3 separate regions of the Mus musculus genome follow, and regions 1 and 2 are each linked to region 3. The links are chromatin contacts, called in public promoter capture Hi-C maps. All regions are on one chromosome and are shown on one strand. The core of a region is the stretch at or near the end of the contact, and the rest is flanking DNA. Distances in the headings are between cores, read along the strand shown. Region 1 holds the start of A930007I19Rik (RIKEN cDNA A930007I19 gene). Region 2 holds the start of Ermp1 (endoplasmic reticulum metallopeptidase 1). Region 3 holds the start of Il33 (interleukin 33).

Evidence for each region. Promoter capture Hi-C pulls out the DNA fragments that hold promoters and counts their contacts. Capture Hi-C pulls out chosen DNA fragments and counts their contacts.
Region 1: a contact with region 3 is called in a promoter capture Hi-C map of adipose tissue. A contact is called at or near these places in 1 of 130 datasets of targeted methods (pancreatic cancer cells) and 1 of 9 other capture datasets (adipose tissue).
Region 2: a contact with region 3 is called in a promoter capture Hi-C map of liver, with 3 times the contacts expected there. A contact is called at or near these places in 3 of 39 promoter capture datasets (the C10 cell line and liver), 4 of 130 datasets of targeted methods (the 230-238 cell line, the SCID.adh cell line, bone marrow-derived macrophages and 1 more) and 1 of 9 other capture datasets (adipose tissue).

Annotation. Positions count from the first base shown.
Region 1 is chr19:29,520,722-29,524,459 of GRCm38.p6, forward strand. A930007I19Rik (RIKEN cDNA A930007I19 gene) reads right to left here and starts at 1,266. Exons shown (of 4, transcript NR_015567.3): 1 at 1,169-1,266; 2 at 127-248. It overlaps Ric1 (RAB6A GEF complex partner 1), which reads left to right and starts at 1,561. Exons shown (of 26, transcript NM_001081319.1): 1 at 1,561-1,945. The coding sequence starts at 1,802.
Region 2 is chr19:29,645,777-29,649,798 of GRCm38.p6, forward strand. It overlaps Ermp1 (endoplasmic reticulum metallopeptidase 1), which reads right to left and starts at 2,639. Exons shown (of 15, transcript NM_001081213.2): 1 at 2,260-2,639; 2 at 191-492. The coding sequence starts at 2,579.
Region 3 is chr19:29,922,627-29,926,482 of GRCm38.p6, forward strand. Il33 (interleukin 33) reads left to right here and starts at 2,487. Exons shown (of 8, transcript NM_133775.3): 1 at 2,487-2,535. Gm41832 (a long non-coding RNA gene) reads right to left here. Exons shown (of 5, transcript XR_877808.2): 1 at 3,350-3,856.

The DNA of each region.
Region 1 (3,738 bases), core at 16-2,515, 400 kb before region 3:
GTTTCAGTCACAGTGGGTAACACTTAGGGAGATTTACAGTGAGATATTTTACCCATCACTCCCAAGTGAGAAAGGACCAGAGGGTCTCCTCCTCCTGTCCATGTTCAGGCCACTCTCACACTTCACCTTGAGCTGGTCTAAAGACTGCTGGGTCCTTGGAAGGGAGAGCAGTTTTTCTTAGGCCATGTGACCTTGGGCATATCCAGCACTTTAACTAGCGATGATCCAGCACCATCATCTGTGGTTTTCTGTGGAATTAAATCAAAGCATCCTCTTAATTTTTTTGTAGACCTTAGCTGCTACAAAAGATCACAGGAGGAGAATCCCACCCAGAAGCTCACCAGTAAGTGAGGTCAAAAAAAAAAACAATTAAAAATTACTTAGAAACATCTACACTGCCCATGATTGCAGACACACTGGTGAGGCACATGAACACACTGAAGTAGAGGTAGAGCAAACATTCTCAATGGAATTGCAGCACATTTTCACTTCCTCTGCCACGTGTACAACTCTGTCTGAAAAGTACTAGACAACGAAGTTCTTCTATGATTTTATATTGGCAAGGCAGAGACCTCTCTGGACCTCTTGATTTATCCAGCGGGTGTAACTCGGATCATCAAGATTCCGTCCACACAGATGAAAATCTGAAAAATAGTTTTCAGGTCTGCTCTGCTTAAAATATCCCAGGAATGCTGTGTTGGCCTGTGGGACACACCAGGACAGAGATTCTAGGAGATCCTCTGGAAACAAAAGGCTAGTGAGCTGGGACTTTAGTCAACGTCTTCGAAAAGCAAGCGTTAGAACAATTACGGAAAGTTACATTGTTATTAAAATCCGGATTGTTACTTTGTTGTTACTTTTAAACTTTGAAAGAGTTACAAAAAGCTGCAGCTATTTTTAAGGTTCCAGGTCCAAAAGTTGAGCACCCCTTCATTCCTCCCAACCCCCAAATTAAAAACATCAATACGGTATCTCCAGTCTGGATCAACACAAAACCTAAGTCCATTTCTTTTCCTGAACAGTTTACTGGGGCTGCAAAAGACCCCATCTGGCTTCGCCTAGCATTAATAACTAAACAGGCAGACAAGACTGAAGCACTTTAGTGACTGAATAAAGAGCCTGCCTAGAATGTAAGCTCTGTACGGCCAGGGACATCACCAGCTCTCACTTTAAACCGCAGCACACAAAGGATTTGTGGGTACAGACTCGAACCCCAAGCCTTGGAGTCGCAGAGACCCAGCTCCAAGCGCAGCCCGGGAGTCACGTGACGCGCGCTCCGCTCGCCCCGCCCCCTTCAACCCCGGAGGTCGCGCCAATCCAGGGATCGTGCAAGTGGGCCCGGCCGCTCCGATTGTCACTGACTGAGCCTGTCGCCTCATCCCGGTCCCCAGCTCCACGCGCCAGGTCGCCAGCCAGCAAGGCGTCCCGAGCCCTCGACGTCCTGCCCCGCGGCCTGCGTTCTGACGCGGGGCGGTCCGAGGGAGCCGGGCGGAGCCTCCCCGCGCCGTGCGGCGTGCTGACGCGAGCGGCGAGCGGGGCGGGCCGGCCTCGGCTCCTCCCGCCGCGGGCCCACTGGCCGCCCGCCTCCCCCACCCTCGGCCGGTCAGCGTCCCAGACTGCGTCGCGCAGCATCGCGTCGGCCCGGCCCGGCCCGGCCCCCGGGCAGATGCCCCGAGTTGCCGCTGTCGCCGCCGCCGACTCGGCCGGTGGCGGTGTGGGAGGTGGGCGCCTGGCCCGGGGCCGCCGAGCGTGACAGACACGGCCGGGGCCGCCGGGGGGCTGTCGGGGCCGCGCGCGGACCATGTATTTCCTGAGCGGCTGGCCCAAGAGGCTGCTCTGCGCGCCGCGGAGCCCGGCCGAGGCGCCGCTCCACGTCCAGTCTGACCCTCGGAGAGCGTTCTTCGCCGTGCTGGCCCCGGCCCGCCTCAGCATCTGGTACAGCCGAGTAAGTAGGCGCCGGCGTCCCGACTTCCCCCGAGCGGCCCCTGTCCGGTCCCGACTTCCCCAGAGAGGCCCGGATCTAGTCCCGATTCTCCCCGAGCGACCCTGGCCCCGTCCCGACTCCCTCCGAACGACCACCGTCCGGTCCCAACTAACCCCGGGCGAACCCAGAACCATCCTGATCACCCTCCCTATAGTGACCCTGGAACTGGCGCGACTGCCGCCGAGCGACCCCGGACCGGTCCCGACTTCCCCCGAGCGACCCCGGCCAGTCCCGACTCCCTCCGAGGGAGCGACGGCGGTCCCGTCCCAACTAACTACCCCCGAGCGACCCCAGCCGGTCCCGACTTACCCCGAGCGACCCTCGCTCTCGAGTTGGAGCCGCGCGCGGACAGTCTCCACTGCACCCCAGTCCCCGCGTGGCACCCACAGCCGCGCGCCAGGCCTGGAGCTCCCTGGCGGAGCCCAGACTTGCCTGCCTCTCTGCCCCCATTGCCGCCGAGCCAATCTGTTGGAGCGTCCCCCAGCACTCCGGCAGCTGTGGCGTCCCCGCTCCCCCACCCCCCACCCCTGCTTTAAAGGTTGTTGTTTAGTGGAGTTCCGGAAAGCCTGTTGGTCTTTACCAAGTGTCAGAATTTACAGTCCTGTGGTAATTGATTTCTGAAAACTTAAAGACTTGTTGGGTTTGAGTGTAGATATCTGGTAACTTTAGCTCCGGGTCTCCCCCACACATCACGGACTCCAGTCCTTTTCTTGGCTGCTCTTGGACTCTGGAGAGCTCTGCTGGGATGGTTGGAGAGTCGGGGAGCTCACGTCTGTCCGCGCCGCACCTGGAAATTATTATTTCCAGGCTTAGAAAGAGCATGGGGTCAGAATTCTTTGCTTTCAGCCTGGCTTTTTTTTTTTTTTCCTCCCGTGCCTTGAGTTCCGAGTAGATAAGAGAATTAACTTGAAAAAGTAAGGGGTGAATGGGCTAGCCCCCGTCCGGTTTTTGTTGCTCCTGGACATCTGTAAAAATTACAGAATTCTGAGTTTTAAGATCCCCCCCCACACACTGCATTCAGAGAGACAGTACTAATTGATGTCAGAGTGGTGGTGGTCTTGAAAAGAGACTAGAGGTTGGTTGACCTTGCCCTTGCTAGATATGTGAAACACTGGTTTTGGTTTGGTTAAACCCTTTAGATCTCTGCTTATTACCATGGTGTGCTGATAATGCCCTTGATTGTCCGCACACACAGCTGTGGTAAAACCGATGCTAGAATTTAAGCAATTTAATTGGTTTCTCTTTTACTATTACATAGTTAGGCTATTTGTCACTAAGTTTTGGCTGACCTAATTTTCAGAAAGGTATGAAAACCGCAGGTTACTAAACAATTACAGCATCAGCAATGTGATACTCAGATCCGTGCTGAATTGAATTTTTAAATATGTGCGTTGTAAATGTAAGTTGGTACCTAAGTGAGATCCGTTTTCAATTTATGAGCAGTTGAACAACTTTTATGTAGTGCAACTATTTAAAGTCAATAGTTGTTTGGAAGAGCATAATTAGAAGTTGAATTTTACATTGTTTCCTAAATTTAGTAGTTTTGTTCGAATGTAACACTTTTAAAATCTAACGTTTTAATCATTTTAACCCCTAAGGATACAAATCTGATTTATGTAAGTTTAGCATGGTAGGCCAGAAGCTTGTAGGCTACCTTCTCCACACACACCCCACCCCCACCCCCACATTAAAATGAGTCTCAGTTGTCTTGTGGACATTGTGACATGGATAAAATCTGTTTGGCTTGGGAGTTA
Region 2 (4,022 bases), core at 1,389-3,888, 280 kb before region 3:
TACAATAACACTGATAATAATGAACTTAAAGGAATATTACATTGCTAGACTCTAAACATATTAATTAGCTTAACTTCTAACACAATGAGAAAATGCTGGTCAAAGAAAAATGGTCCTTATATGGGGCTAAGTTAATAAACTTTCTGGGTTCTATCTTTGTGACTTTAAATGACTAAATACAAGTACCTACCTGGTGAATTTGCCACTGAGTCAAAGTGACAGTTAGCCAGGATAGCAGACTCGGCTCCATCCCGGGGCTCCAGCTTTACCACGACATTAGTAATGTTGTCATAGTAGCTCGTGAAGCCCCCCAAGAAGTCAATGCTAAAGGAACCGGTGGGCCGCTGTATATCTACGGAGATGCTGTGAAGGCTGTTGCTTTGTGCTTCTATCAGCTTGATCTGCTCCAAAAGGTACTGTACCGTCAGAATTTCATTTTCTGTGCTTCCTGTAGTCCTGGGGCCAATGGCCGTTATGTGTTCCAGATAATCCCTGGAGACAATCAGAAGGATGGTGATGGCATACACGCACAAGCCTAACTCAGCTTGGAACAACTCCCCACTGTGCTTCCCTCCCTCCAACCGCAGAAAGTTCAGATCTTCTGACTTCTCAGAAAGAAAAAGAAAATCACTGTGCCTCTCTTCCACCTCTAACTCTTGAGATCTGGAACTGAAGGTGCTTTAAAAAGAGAGAGAGAGAGACATCTCAAGAAAATGATCTGGAAGCTTCATCATTTTATACTGCGTTCCAGGAACTAATGCTTTCACACTTTTCTCCATTGACCCATACCAAATCAGCACCAAGACTAGGGCTTATTCAGTATGTACGAGTGCTGAAGGCAGGACAACACAGCTTCACTGGCCTGACTCCAGCCGATAGTTATGGATTGTCCCTTACTGGGTCTAAGGGGCTGAAGCCATCTGTATAGCCATGCAATGCCATCAAGTAGGCATGATTAACTTCTGAAAAGAATAAACAATAAACACAAGCCTCTTGCTGTACACACCAAACCTAATAACTTCAGTTCAGGTCAAAATTAACCCTACTCCAATGAGGGATGGGTGGGACCGGAGGAGAGACTGGGGGTGCCTTCCAAAAAGCTCTTAAGAAAACTCATCTAAAGAAGCAACTTTTAAAACACAATAGTAGTTGAAAACTTTCTACTAGCTTAAGGACTCATCTGATTTAAGATGCAAGTTACAGAATCAAAGAATTCATATTTTCAAATACACCTGAGGTCATTTAAAAAAAAATTGAACCCTTGGCCAGCAGTGGAGGCGCAGGTCTTTAATCCCAGCACCTGGGAGATAAAGGCAGAAGGATTTCTGTGAGTTAGAGGCCAGCCTGGTCTACAGAGGGAGTTCCAGCCAGGGCTACACAGAGAAACCTTATCTCGAAAAATAAACAAGTAAATAAATAGAATAAAAAAAATAAAAAATGGGGCTGGTGAGATGGCTCAGTGGGTAAGAGCACCCGACTGCTCTTCTGAAGGTCCTGAGTTCAAGTCCCAGCAACCACATGGTGGCTCACAACCATCCTTAAGGAGATCTGACTGGTGTGTCTGAAGACAGCTGCAGTGTACTTACATATAATAAATAAATAAATATTTAAAAAAAATAAAAAATAAAATAAAATAAAAAATGTTGAACCCTATACAATCCGTAGTACAGAAGAGCCATAGACCATCTGCGACCTTCAGAAATTACAGGCATAATTCTGTCTGGATGTACTCTGAGTCTCCTTCCACAGCTTTCAGATATGAGGGCTGTGGTGCTTAGAAAGGTTAGCACGCACTACATTACTCCTCTCCCACACCATCCCAGAAAGACTTGGTAATGCAGCCCTGGCACAAAAACCTCACTCTCCATCTCATTTTAAATGCAGAGAACTAACCAAAGTAAAAAGTGGAAGTTGCTCGAGAAAGAGAGGAGAATGATGAAGCGTGTGAACAACCAATCATCTGCAGGAGGAAGAGAGTGGATGAGAAAGCAGACTCAATCGATCTGGCCACCCCAAGAAAGCGAAAGAGGGAGCCGAGGAAGCCCGGAGTACCCGCAATTCAGACCCCCGGAGGACGCGCAGGATCATCCCACTTCCCACCGAGGTGCGCCCAAGGACCCCGGGACTCTGCATACAGCAGCGCCGGCCTCCTCCGCCTGGGGCACAGTGGCGCCGGGCTCACCCGCGCGGGACTCACCCACCAGGCGCTCCCCCACCCCGGGGCCGCAGAGGACTCGCGGCCGGGCCGATCGGCCGTACCTGGCTTGGCGCGCGTCGAACTCGCCCTGGAGCCCCGAGGTCCGGCTCAGCACCAGCCGCTGCAGCGAGAGCTGCACGAGCGCCCGCAGCGCGAGCAGGTAGAGTGCGAGCGCCAGCGCCGTGCGCGCCTCGGACAGCGCGGTCTTCGCAACCCGGCTCCCGCCGCCGTTCTCCGTCTTCCCCCACATCCTCCCGACGCCCTTCGCATCCTCCTGCGCTGAGGCCTCTCTCTGCCGGTGCGACGCGGCCGCCTCTCCCTCCCGACGCTCCGCGGTGCCGCGGTGCCGCCGCACAGCCGCTGACTCCGAGCTCCACTCCATGGCGGCAACTGCCACCACCAACCGCCCCAGCCTGCGACAGTCCGGGCCACCGCGGCCTCCGCAGCGCCTCCTAGTGAGCGGACGGAAACTGCAGAGGGCCAAATTTCTTCTGATTGGCTGGTCCGCCTCGCTGTTCCCTGGTGCCTGAGTCTGAGATCTTTGGTGGCACAGGCTGACACCCAGCCTGGTGCCAGCAGACTGTCAAAGGGAAAAACACCCATAAACCTAGAAATGAGCAGCCCTAAGCAAGAGAGAAGTGCAAGGCCGCTTTAACAGAATACACGAGGCATTTATCCTGCGCTGGGCTGATGAATACTGGGAAAAGGAGGATTCTGCCTACCAAATCAATAAGTAAGACTTCACAACCAGGACTGGACAAAGGTGTAATCCTGGCACTAGGAAGGATGGCCACAGGAGGATCCCTATTTTGTGCCTAGAGTGGAATACATAACAAAGATCCTGTCTTTTAAAAAAAATTTTTTTGGAAAAAAAAAAAAAAGCATTTGTAATCCCAGCACTCAGGATTTACACAAATTAGAGGCCTGCCTGGTCTACGTAGAGAGTTCCAGGCCAACCAGGGCTACAAAGGTGAGCAGCTAGAGGAGGCAGGGAAGGAAGTAGGGAGACACAGAACCCCAATTACCAGGGCTAGTGCTGTTTTCATTTAACAGATAACAATACCTATAATTTAATGAATAGCTGCTGAGTCAAGCAGTGTGCTAAGTACAGACTTTGAAAAGAAAATATTTTCATTCCTATTTAATATTGAAGAACATAAAGACAGCAAATGAAGGACAAATGGGATCCCAAGACAGCCTTCTGCTCTGTTCCGCGGACACACAGGGCACTCTAAAAACAAAGGTTCCGAAGAAATATTCTTTTTTATTAGATATTTCATTTTTTATTAGATATTTTCCTCATTTACATTTCAAATGCTATCCCGAAAGTCCCCTATACCCTCCTCCTGCCCTGTTCCACAACCCACTCACTCCTGCTTCGTGGCCCTGACATTCCCCTGTACTGGGGCATATGATCTTTGCAAGACCAACGGCCTCTCCTCCCAATGATGGCCAACTAGGCCATCCTCTGCTACATCTGCAACTAAAGACACAGTTCTGGGGTGTACTGGTTAGTTCATATTGTTGATCCTTCTATAGGGTTGCAGACCCCTTCAGCTCCTTGGGTACTTTCTCTAGCTCCCGAAGAGATATTCTTGAACTAACAAGATGGATCAGAAGATAAATGTGTCCATCCCTGATTTCCCCCAAGGCCTGACAACCTTTCATTTCCCTACTAGGCCCATGGTGGAAGGAGAACACCAGCTCCCACAAGGTGTCTACTGACCTAAGCACACACGAGTGTTCAAATACAAACACACAATTCATACAAACACACTTGCAAACACATCATATAAACACAATTGTGCTGGCTAGTCTTCTATCA
Region 3 (3,856 bases), core at 1,237-3,736:
TTTAAAAGATATAAAATCATATCCATGGGTATTGTTAAGTCTCATCTGTCTTTCCAAATATCTCTGCTTATGTCCTTATTAACCCCAACTCTGCTATATAGTGATTCAACCTGAACTTATTTCCTACAGTGTAAATCAAGATCCCAACCGCTGTTGGGGTGGGGTCCCCTAAGTGGGAACCTCCGCAGGCTATAGACAGCAGCACCACACTAGTCTCCTGCTGCCACTAATAGCTCCCATTTCAGAATCATTGTGGCTTATGGATTATCTTTGTGGGCACTAACATGGAGAACTAAGAGAGGGACAGTGAGCCATGTCCGTGACTCCCACAAGGCAAATGCTGGGCTCATCAGTGGCCTTGACCCCATTCACTTGGCAGACCACACTTCCTTTCCTAGTTATGTTCTTTGTCACAGCACAGAGTGAATGAGCAAAGAGGTTGGGAATGATGACGTCCCCAGATGGGTAACTGTCTGACGGTCAGGGGTTTTTTTCTACTCACTAGCGCATGATTCAGTAGGCTGAAGCCTGCCTGGTGAATAACGGTTACTGAGAGAACCCCGCCCAGGAGCCACTTCTATTCTCTCTATATCATTTCCACTGTTCATTGGTGGGCAAACTGGAGAAGATTTCACTAACCGTTTGCTTAAGTATTGAAGCAAGCCACAGTCATCCATCAGATGGAGCACAGGGTCCCCAATGAAGGAGCTAGAGAAAGGACCCAAGGAGCTGAAGGGGTTTGCAGCCCCATAGGAGGAACATCAATATGAACTAACCAGTACCCCCAGAGCTCCTTGGGACTAAACCACCAACCAAAGAAAACACACGAAGGGATTTGTGACTCTAGCTGCATATGTAGCAGAGAATGGCCTAGTCGGTCATCAATGGGAGGAGAGGCCCTTGGTCCTGTGAAGGTTCTATGCCCCAGTATAGGGGAATGCCAGGGCCAGGAATGGGAGTGGGTGGATTGGGGAGCAGGGAAAGGGGATAGGGGATTTTCAGAAGGGAAACTAGGAAAGAGGATAACATTTAAAATGTAAATAAAGAAAATATCTAATAAAAAAATAATCCATACTACTGAAAAAAAAAAGGATTGTCGCAAGCGCACTGACATTTTCATTTTAAAATTGAGTTATGGGACATGTAACTTACTCTTCCTACCACGTGGGGAGGGTAGTCACTCTGTGAATGGCCTCAATCTGTCTCTTAGCTTCTCCCCGCTCTGTTCTCTCAACCCAATCACATCTCGACAGGTATTCCTGTTCCTCTCTTAAGACATGCCGCCCTCCACTTGCCACCGTACAGTGCACATTCCCCCGAGTCCATCCAGTCTGGCTCTGGCTGCCTGTCTCTAGGGATCTGTTTCTGATGCTGCTTAGTGGCTAAGGGGAAGGAGCATTGGTCCTTTGGAAAGGGCAAGGAAGTTGGCTCTGTTTCAACTCCACATCAGTCTTGTTGCAATGAAGTTTCTATGCAAGAAGGCAAATGCTACTTATCCCTAGAAGCATGTCTTTATTATTTTTTTTTCTTCAAGCTACCTTGTTTGGTCTATGTGGGAACTACAGATTTTTATTGTCCTGGTGGTGACTTTACATCATATGAAGTACCTTAGTCTAGTTCTCCTAAAGGATTTTTGTTTCTTATTTCCTCATGTGGACTCTTCAAACCACTAGTGTTTCCTTTCCTTTATCATCATCAATCATTTAGTAGGTTAATTGTTCTGTGGTCAGAGTAGGGAGGCAGGTCAGCTATGTTGAGGTACATGGAGCTCTGAGAGTTTCTATCTGTAGATAAGCTCCCTATTTCTGATGTGCCACAGGGAACGATTTTATTATAAAAGAAATTGAAAGAAAAAAAAAGTGACATCTTCATGAAGGTTGCAAAATAAGCCAGGGGTGAAAGTGAAATAAAAAACCAGAAGACTGTCCATAAAGGAATGCTGAAGGTCAGGCTTGGGAGTTTAACTTACCATGAGCCCAACTGTGAAGGTGAGGGGCAGAGGAGCTGGGACATGACGATGGGGGAGGGCTGTATGTGAGCTAATTCTGCTATGAGTCTGGGAGGAAAGGGGCCACAAAATCCATCATTTGGAAGTTAAAATTTACAACCAAGACAGAGGAGGAGAACAGGTGCGCTGACCAGCCCTGTCAGGTGTCAACAGACGGCAGCCCCAGCCCTGGAGGCTAAGGCAAGAAGATCATGAATTAAGAGGCCAGCCTAGGCTACATAGCAAGACCTCATCCTTCACTACCACTCACCCCCAACACACATAAAAAATCAAGATATAAAGGAAAGGTAGAGGGGAGGCATAAATCAGTCTTAGATGTTTACAGAACGATAACAGTAACATTGGCAGGAATGCTATTAGCTTATTGCAAAGAAGTGAGAAAAGTTGGCCCCGATCCTGCCTCCCACAGCTCTCTTCCTAGACTGTTTGGTTCTCTGCCAAGTTCTGGGGAATAAAAAGCCCAAGGCGCTCTGCGAGGAAGAGGAACTGCAGCTGCAGAAGGGAGAAATCACGGCAGAATCATCGAGGTAAGACTGAGACCAAAACCGAGGGAAATGTCTAGTGGGTTTTGCAAAGAAAAAAAATCTTAGGACCTGTGGAGCACCCCTCCCTTCTTATTTCTGAGAAATAAATCACTAGGCTGGTTTGTTGTCATTGCTACTAACTCATGATGACATTTGCTTTCATCTGGGTGATGTTTAAAATTATTAATAAATTGCATGATGTAGACAGTGTTAGCCTTTAAATCTACACCGCCGTGAAACTTTACAAAGCAAGATGGTAATCTGACTTCCTCCGTTAATGCTCAGCAACTCTCTGCAAGTGGCTGTCAGTAAAAAAAGGGACACAGAAGAACTGAGTACAGAGCATTTCTGGAAAAAATAAGGAATCAACTGTCTAAATGGATAAAAAAAATTTTAAAACTCAATTGTGATTCTATTCACTTGAGAAACTTTGTTCTGAAGGCTGCTGGTCCTTTATGCTCCTGGCAATTTTTCTTCCTCATATTTTCCTCTCCTCTGTATGTCAGTGGTTCTCAACCTTCCTAATGCTGTGACTCTTCAATAGATCTTCATGCGCTGGTGACCCTAGACCAGAAAATTATTTCATTGCTACTTCATAACCGAAAGTTTTGCTACTGTTATGAGTGGTAATGTAAACATCTGAAATGCAGGATATCTGATATGCAGGATATCTGATATGCAGGATATCTGATATGCAGGATATCTGATATAAATCCCTGTGACTCCCAATGGGGTCTCCATCCACTGATTGAGACCCACTACTCTAACTGCATGCATGTGCTTCAGATATTTTAGTAAAGAACACAGCATGAAATACCTTATACTGTGGTCACGCAGGAGCCAGAGACTGCATCTGGCTGTCTGTCTTCCCAGTCTGCTTTCCACCTGTGTCTGCTTCCTCAAGTCATCCTTGCTTGCTACTGTGGTCCACCACTGGGTCCAGCATCCCGGAAAACTGTTTTTCACTTTTGTCTTTCAAATCCTTGTTGCTCCTCTTCTGATTTCCTCCCGGATGACACACAGCTCTGTGTTCCAAACATCTCAGCATCCTCTGGTTTCTCAGAGTTAGGGGCCCCTGAGCCTTGTCACACAGGAAGAGTATCCTTAAACAGTTAAGCATGCCTGCGTAGCTTGCACTGTTGCCCGCCCGCCTGGCTCAAGTTTCACGTTTTCTCCGTTCTTCTCTGAGAGGTTCTGGGATCTCCCATGCAACTGTGAGCAGCAGTAACTTCTGACTTCCTCTGGCACCTAGATGCTATTTCTTTGGATCACTGTTTACAGTGTGTACTTCACATTTACACAGAAAATAATTCCATGGTGAGCT